Regions from separate parts of the Zea mays genome. Here region 1 is linked to region 2. Evidence: chromatin contacts called from public Hi-C data. All regions are on one chromosome and are shown on one strand. Each heading gives the region's core, a stretch centred on a gene start, on an enhancer-like site or on the middle of the called end of the contact. The rest is flanking DNA. Distances are from core to core; before and after follow the strand shown. Region 1 holds the start of LOC100276515 (Calcium-dependent phosphotriesterase superfamily protein). Region 2 overlaps LOC118473606 (probable glutamyl endopeptidase, chloroplastic).

Evidence for each region. A called contact is a pair of places that touch in the nucleus more often than the background predicts.
Region 1: a Hi-C map of ear shows a contact between it and region 2, with 2.8 times the contacts expected there. The contact joins the promoter of LOC100276515 here to the enhancer-like site in region 2. A contact is called at or near these places in 7 of 25 Hi-C or Micro-C datasets (ear, endosperm, leaf and 2 more).

The regions. Positions count from the first base shown.
Region 1 is chr1:49,237,777-49,242,299 of Zm-B73-REFERENCE-NAM-5.0, forward strand. It overlaps LOC100276515 (Calcium-dependent phosphotriesterase superfamily protein), which reads left to right and starts at 1,301. Exons shown (of 2, transcript NM_001150283.2): 1 at 1,301-1,888; 2 at 2,491-3,394. The coding sequence starts at 1,432. The coding sequence ends at 3,047.
Region 2 is chr1:49,056,044-49,060,292 of Zm-B73-REFERENCE-NAM-5.0, forward strand. It overlaps LOC118473606 (probable glutamyl endopeptidase, chloroplastic), which reads left to right. Exons shown (of 15, transcript XM_035963511.1): 14 at 31-311; 15 at 780-1,211. The coding sequence ends at 780. Among protein-coding and RNA genes, the nearest start is that of LOC118473608, 2.9 kb to the right of the region's middle. Within about 2 kb of position 1,343, at least 16 of the 20 cell types and tissues checked have an H3K27ac peak or open chromatin away from gene starts, as enhancers often do. A contact at or near this core is called in ear, endosperm, leaf and 1 more, where this site is marked.

The DNA of each region.
Region 1 (4,523 bases), core at 51-2,550, 180 kb after region 2:
TCTTTGGGTTGGCACAGAATGTTCCATTTCGCTAGACGGTATTTCTTCTTCTCCTCTTGTTGCCAAAAAATCTGGCCTGAAAATAATCAAGCTTTTTTAGGACTCTTCTCGGAACAGCAAAAAAAGATATCATATACATTGGTAGGCTACTCAACACTGAATTAATCAATGTGAGCCTACCCCATTAAAAATATGCTTTCCTTTCCAACTGCTAAGTCTTTTTTTTAATCTTTCTTCCACCCTTTTCCAGTCCGCATTTCTTAGCTTTCTAAAATGAATTGGGATACCTAGATACCTCAACGGCAACACTCCCTCTTGGCACCCAAATAGGTCTATGTAATGGTCCACGGCTTGTTGAGCTTGACCAAAACAAAACAACTCACTTTTATGAAAGTTTATCTTTAACCCTGAGGCTTGCTCAAACGCACATAACAAGAGCTTCATGTTTCGAGCTTTGTCCAGGTCGTGATCCATAAATAAAATCGTATCATCAGCATATTGAAGCATTGAAATACCATCATCTACCAGATATGGTACTACTTCAACAACTTGTCCATCCGCTTTGGCTCTATGTATCAAAATAGCTAGCATCTCAGCCACAAGGTTGAAAAGCAATGGAGATAGGGGATCACCCTGCCGAAGACCTTTTCATCGCCAAGAGTTGATCCAAGATGACCTATAAAGGAACAAAAAGTTCATCTCGTTAAGGTCTTAAAACCGTGAGGTTCTAAAAATATCAGTGCATCTTCTAGTACTAGAAGGACGACAGGGCGGTACGAATCGTCCAGGTCGTAGCACTAGCAGGAACCGGAAGAACAGAGGCGGGCTTGGCCGCTTGGCCCCCCCCTCGCGTTCACTCCACCACCTTTTCCTTCATCTTTTGATCGACGCCGACCGTCTCACACAGCCCAGGACCCCACCGGAGAAAGGTACAGAGTCAGTCACACAGCATGTTAGCGTTAAAGACGTGACAGCCCTATATTTTCTTTTCTGGCACAGCACAATGCCCCTCCTCAGGCATCCCGTCCGGTGCTGGCCTGGCAAAAGCCGTTGTCCTCATGCTCCCGCCGGTCCCCGGCCGCCCGATCCCAGCGTCACGGGACGGGAAGCTGCGCGCCGGCGAGACGATTTCCTGGACCACATGGCATGCATGACGACGTTCGCATCTCACACATCGACCAACCGTGGCCGGCCGCGCTAATACTGACAAACCCCAAAGGTTCTGTCCCCAACAAACAGCCACCAGAACCTCACCTAAACCGCTCGTTTATATTCTGACAGCACAACAAAGCATCCCAGCTCTCACTCAGCTTCTCGCCCGTAAACCAAATTCGTTTCATTTGGTCAACAAACAAGGAAGCCCTTAGCCCTCCCACCGTGTCCATCTCCACTCGCCAGTCTCAGCCCGCCGGCCACCCCCCACATCTCGCCATGTGCGGTGGGTGCCGCCGCCGCCAATGTGGCCCCGACGGGACGCCCGACGGCGGCCGCCGGGGCTGCGGAACCGTGATCGCCGTGCTGGCCCTGGCGGCCGCCGCGGCGGTCGCGTTCCTGGAGAGCGCGGCCGGCGGGATCTCCTACGCGGGGGACGGGTGGCTGCACGAGTGCGCCAAGTGGGACGCCGAGGGCGGCAGGTTCCTGGCGTCCACCTTCTTCGGCGGCGGCGTGGCGGAGGTGCGCGCCGGCGAGGGCGAGGCCGAGGAGCGGGTGGTCGTGGCCGACCCCGTCGCGGCCGGCCGGGTCGCGCTGGGGCTCGCGGTCGACGCGCCCAGGCGGCGCCTGCTCCTGGTCTACGCCGACCGGCCGCCGCGCCTCGGCTACGCCGCGCTGGGCGCCTACGACCTCGGATCGTGGCGCCGTCTCTTCCTCACGCGCCTCGACGTGCCAGGTGTGTGGGCCTCTCGGCAGTACGGTTACCCTGTTTGCTGATTAGGATAGCACTGTCTGTTTCGCCAGAGGGAGCCACCGTGCACCAGGAGTAGATCACTTGGCCTCCGTATGCTCCGCCGCCGCCAGATTTCGTTCGCTCGGATCCTAGAATTTCTCCGGAATGTTTGATGGAAGGCATTAAATTTTGTCTAGACTTCCATGAACGAAGCCTGCAGCTGAGCTGCATTCCGTAGTTCGGTACAGGGCACTAGGGTTTAGAGGTGTTCACTTGTACGTGTTGGACAGGACGTAAAAGAGGAAAAACAAACGGCAACAGCAGAAATTCCTAGTGAGGTGAAGCTGACCGCCTGACATGTTAGGGTAAGTTTGGAAAGTTTTAAGAAAATCGTGTTATATTCTCGCGGAATTTAAGAGAGCGATGTTGCTCGAGAGTCGAGACACGTGAATTTTGTGTTTCAGACGCTTTCAGCTAGTACTGGTGTTCTAGATTTACTTCTAATGAAAATTGGGTTGTTTGATTCACACCGCACAGCCAGCACAAAACTTCAATTTTCACTACCACGTACAATACCTTCATGACGGAGCCTCCTTGACTCGCAGGCGAGTCTACATTTCCCGACGACGTCGCCGCCGACGAGGAAGGCAACGCCTACGTGACCGACGCCAAGGGAAGCAAGATCTGGAAGGTCGGGCCGGACGGCGCGCTGCTCGGCGTCATCAAGAACGCCACGTTCGTGCAGCGGCCGGGCCTGCGCCACAACCTCGTCGGCCTCAATGGCATTGTCTACCACCCTAACGGCTACCTCCTCGTCGTCCACACCTCCGGCGGTGACTTCTTCAAGGTCGACCCGAAGACAGAGACCGTGCGCGTCGTCAAGGTGCGGGGGTCGCTGAGGCGAGGGGACGGCCTTGAGCTGCTCTCCCCGACGAGGCTGGTTGTCGCCGGCCTGCCGAACCGGCTGGTGGAGAGCTCCGACGACTGGGAGACGGCGAGTGTCACCGGGCAGTACGTCGGGCCGGTCCACCGGATCGGGTCGTCGGCTACGGTGAAGGACGGGGACGTGTACGTCAACCATATTGTCGGGTTCGGGCTCGGCAGGAAGAAGACGCACGTCCTTGCAAGGGCGGTGTTCTCGCCGTTGGCAGTGACGAGTTGACGGGCCGGCGCCTCCGCGCGCGCTCCGTCGTGGGATCAACAGTTGCTTTTTGCTAAGCGGCAGTTCATACTTATGGACTAGAACTAATAATTAGTTGCTAAAATTAGTTGAGATATTTAAACAATCTAGGTAATAATTCAACTACTAGCTACTTTTCGCAAATTAGCTATTTGTTAGGTAACTAATTCGACTAACAATTTTAGTCAATTAATTATTAGATCTAGTTCATTCAAACACCCCATAGATGCTCGTAGTACTTTTGTTCCTACACTTGACACGTTGCCCAAAGATACAAGATTGTATTGTTTGGTACATGCATGGCGGAGGACCCAATAAAATACCAATAGTAAAATAAATCTCTATACCACACTCTATTGTTCCTAGCCGACTAGGATTACCTCCGCTTAGCTTCACGAGCCTTCGTCGTCTACCCAATCGCCAGCTCCACGTAGGGATGGCAACAGAGAATTCCCCGCCGGAGAATAGCTCCCCATCCATGTCCCACGAAGAAAAAATTTCTCCGCGATGATCCCCACGAACACTTGCGGGGAACATTTCTTCCACATCCCTGTTCCCCACGGGGATCCTCATCCCTTTTAAATTATAATTAAGACATATGTTCTTTGTTATTAATGTTAAACATTGTCACTTATATACATTATCAAATATAAAAAATTATTATGCATACATCAAAATAAACACATTTGTACAATTAGTGTTCTCTTGACAAGGTAATTATTTATTTTTGTTGTTAACTAGTACATAAAAAACATAGTCACGTGTATGGTTAACGGGTCCCCGCGGGGATGGGTAATGCTTTCTCGTCCCCATCCCTGCTTACCCGTTGGGGGATATATTTTTCTCATTTATATCCTCGCGGGAAAGTTTATTCCCATCTTCATCCCCTAATGGAGGAATTCCTCGCGTGGATCGGGTCCACATTGCCATCTCTAGCTCCACACGTCTCCATCTAGACTTAGCTTCGCACTTCGTCGTCTGTCTGCACTCGCTTCGCCCATCACCTAGCTCCACCTGTCTGGCGCGACTGTCTGGCCTAGCTCCGCGATTCACCCCTAACCCCTATTCCGTCCATCGCCTAGCTCCGGTTCCTATTGTATTACAGCCCCTATCGCCATTCGCTCGTCCTTGTTCTTAGAACGACGAGTAGCTCAAAGCAAATCAACACAACAGCCTCCGCCTAGCTCACGCAACAAGATGACCAATGATTAGTTAAATGATTTGATGATATGTTATATCAAAAGAGAAATCTTAAAAGGACTTGATCTTCATAAAATTAAAAGATGTCTCAAAGTAAGAAAATATATAAATGCAGTTGTCTAGGTTTTCTAGAACTAGACTAAACTAGAGGTATATTCTTATATCGTTTTACTTCAATTTACCATCATTAACTTATTTTCTATTTTTTTCAGAATTTACTTACTTTATAATATTTGGTTGTAAATAGATTATTGACAT
Region 2 (4,249 bases), core at 93-2,592:
TCTTATGGTTTGTCCTTTTTCTTTTTGCAGTCAGACCGATTCTTCAATGCCTTGAAAGGTCATGGTGCACTGTCTCGTTTGGTAATACTTCCTTTTGAGAGCCATGGGTACTCTGCCAGGGAGAGTATCATGCACGTCCTCTGGGAGACCGATAGGTGGTTGCAGAACTACTGTGTAAATGGTACTAGCAAGGTTGACTCAGTGTCAGAGGCTGACAGTAAAAACAAAACATTGTCAGCTAGTGGTGGCAGTGCAGCCCGTGAAGGTCTAAACCCTGAGGAACTCTCATCATTACCAAGATCGCTTCTGTGGTAAGTTTTTTCCTTGGTTGCTGCTTCTCAAGAAGAAAAAAGATACACTTGTTTGTTTGTTTGTCTGTTGGGTTAATTGGCGCTCCTGATATTGTCTTACGTAGTATTTGCGATACCTGCTTTAAAGCTCACTGTACAGACTGAAAAAAAAATCTCATCTGCTTAATTATCTTATATCAAAGTTCCCACACGGAGCAGGCTGCTTACAATGATGTCTTAAGTCGCTTACTGTGCAAATGCATGCAATCGCGTAGACAAATATCTATTGTGATGCATTTTAAAAATTAAGCATGTCAATACCAAATGATAATAAAACAAATGGTTTCAGTTTCGGTAACTTATTAGTTTTATTTTGTGCAGCTTATAGAGTCGTGTTTAATGGTTGAATTGTGCATCCATCTGCATGGACTTGTATACTTTTCTCAATTCTTCATAAGAAAAGATGATAACATACTTGATTTCGTACAGATCAACTTCAGTTGGTGTTCATGAAACATTCCCTGGACAGCAAGCCTAAAGGGAAAAAATAGTGTATCGTTGCACTTCTACCTTAACCGACTACCAGGGATGCCTTGATTGGCCTCATATTTGTTTCGATTGCTGCAGGTGATCATGTTACTGGCATGCAGGAGCCCCCTACCCCCCCCCCCCCCCCCCACCCCCACCCCACAAATATAAGAAAGGCCTAGTCTCTGGTGGCCACTGCACTCAGATATATTTGGGTCAATTTGTATTCTATTGGTAATGGCCAATGGAAGTCATTCTTGCGATTAATATCATGTACAGAAATATAGCCTTTTGCAGTTTTGATCCCAACTCTTGCACTTGGCAGCGAACTGATACGTTGGTTTTCTTTGACAGCAATCTAAAATAAAATAATAACTAATGAGATTATCATATGCTCCAATGTCTCGCATCGTCACATTTTACCTGTTACCATTATTTACTGCAGCTGTTGTACTGACATTCGTTGCCCATTTGAGAGGCGCGGGTTTGCCTGGATAGCTGGGTAGCTGGGTAGCTACCGGTAGCCTGGGTGGGCTTGGCCTGTTTACTGCAATACAGTGCGGGTCTGTTGGGTAGGTTGTATTGGGTTAGCTGAGTTTGGCTCGGTTTTTGTTTGGTTGCCCGCTTTAGCGTAACTTTTTCGTTTTTATATTTAAAATATTTGAAGTTTCATTTCATATCGCGGTTCTTAAAAGTACAAGTCTAGGTGCCTGTCGTCCTAGGAGGAGCGGCCGACACCTAGATGTAAAATTTATTTGAACTTTTTTTTTGCACCCGGGCCTTTTGGGATTTGTAGCTTCAGCTAGGGATACCAACGAGTATATACCCATCGAGTAGTATCATTTTATTTTATACATGTACTCGTCAATAAAAATTATACTTGTCAGGTTACTCATCTGCTCTTGTGGGTATAAAAACTTACTCGTTGGCTAATAAAAATTATACCTATACGGGTAATTTTACCTGTTGGCTAACCCGTACCTGTAAGGTCTCAAATTCTAATATTTGTATCACTTAGAATGTTAAATAAACACACAAATATAAGTTCAACTTAAACCATGAGATTACATAATAGTTAAACAAATAATAGTTGAGAAGGATTTTTTAGCTAAGATCTGCTTTATTATTGATAATAATAATATGACGTCGGTATATTTTACATATGGGTACATGAGTATGGATAGTATCCATCTATACCTGTATCTGTCTACCCAACAGGTAGAGATTCTTGACCATTAACATACCCGCGGATAGAGAAACCATCTCATACTCGTCTACATATCGGGTAAAATTCATCGGTTTTTGGGTTTCAGGTATCCATTGTCATCTCTATCTCTAGGAGACCCCGTATCTCATCTCCTATCACATCTCCTATTTTAAACCTTACTCTGTAAACAGTGTCATCTATAGTTTTTGCTTTCCTATATTTTATACTACCCCCTGAGACAATTTTAGGAGAGGTGGCAAGCCTCACTCTCATTCGGTCGGGGGGACAATAGGTACCTACCGCTTAGACGCTTAGGCTGTCTCTAGCACACTCCTATCATATTCTCTTTTAAATATTACTATGTAAATAGTGTCATTTAAGTTTCGCGTTCCCTATTTTACACTACCTACTGGAGACAATCTTAGTGGAGGGGTGGCAGGTCCCCCTTCCCTATATCTCTACTATTATATAAGACGTTAGTGTAGACGTCCACATTTTTTTGGTGCACGGTTCTGCCGTCGCCCGCTCTCCTCTCACTGTCTCGCCCTCGCCCCCGCCCCCGCTGTCCTATCTCGAGCATCCGATCTCTCGCCCGCCATTATGGAAGGAGAATCAACACATCGAGGGAAGGTCCGTGTGGTTCTTGAAGGTCCGACTCCGCTCTCCTCTCTGATGTCTCTCTCGCCCGCCATCTGCGCCAAGAATCACCGCCATCTCCGCGCTCCTCTCTGCAATCCACCGCCATCCATGGCAGCTCTATCCGCGCCCACAAATCGCGCACAGATTCATGGCAGCCGCGCCCTGCTCTCCTCTCTGCAGTCCGCCACGATTCTTGGCGCCCACACCTCTGCAGTCTGCCCTGCTCCGTGCTCCTCTCTGCAATCCACCGCCATCCATGGCAGCTCTGTCCGCGCCCACAAATCGCGCGCAGATTCATGGCAGTCGCCTTTCCGCTCGAGCACTCACGCAATCATCACCGCCGCCATCCATGGCAGCTCTGTCCGCGCCCACAAATCGCGCGCAGATTCATGCTTCCCGCTATCACATTCTCACTGACTGCCCCGGTCGCGCTTCCTTCTCCTGCAGCCATCAGAAAAGGGGGCAAAAAGGCCACCGAATTCTCCTCGCCCGGGCACAACCTCGCTCCAGAGTCCAGGCCAAACCAGCAGGTCGCCTTTCCGCTCGAGCACCCACGCAATCATCACCGTCGTCTTCCTGTCGCTCTTCTCTCCCCCTTCCATTCCTCGGCACCACGCCCTCGGGAACGTCGCATGCCCTCCGCACAAGGCGCCGCCTGTTCCCGGTGACCGCGGGGCCGAGATCGGCGCGCCATGGCCGCGCCCGAAGGCCTGGACCAGGACTGTGCATAGGACGCCGCCATTAAGCTCTTCGGCCGCAGCATCCCGGTTCTCCACTCCTCCGTCTTCGCCGCCACCGCCGTGGCCGCATCTGAGGTGAGCAGCAACAGTCTCAGTTCTCGGATTCATTCCCTGACGAGGGACGGGGATCTTTCATGGTCGACGGGTTCTCGCGGGGGAGCAGGATGGTCATTGTCGGCCATTTCTGAGGAAAAGGGAGAGGACGGGAAAGCGGAATCCGATACGCTTTTTCTTCCCCCTGCTTTTGCGCTGTCAAATGCGTGCTGGTGGATCATGGTTCCTGCTGGGATTCTGGTCGCTGTTGCTGCGAAAAGATTCTTCCTTTTGGAGCCCTGTTTGATTTCATACCTCATTAAAAAAAGCTGTGGGTTTATGTGTTTGCTCCTTCAGTGTTTGTACGGGAATTTTCTTCCAATACGTGTTTCTTCACCAAGTCACTCTCCGTATTTATGGCCGTATTTACGGTGAGATTTATGTTGGTTTATCCCTTACTCAGATTCTAATCATGTGAGCCTTCGGCCTGCCTATAATCGTTTCGTGCTGACTGCTTAGGGATTACTTCTGTTCATGCTTGATGTGATAGCTTGGAATCGAAATGTTCAATATGTACGATAAGAAGATTGGTTGCCTTTTCGTAGCGTCCACGTACGATTTTGTTTCCTTTTTTCTTTAGAAAGATACATTGCCTTTGTCTGTGGAGAAATCGCTGAGAATTTTCTTGTTTTCGTGGGGGTAATTAGTAATGCCATGGAAAAGCTAACGAACATTCAGGTTACATAAGTTAACAGACTATTAATCAGGTTCCTTGAGTTCCTTTGGATGTCTTTCTTTTTTAGAGGGGGGTC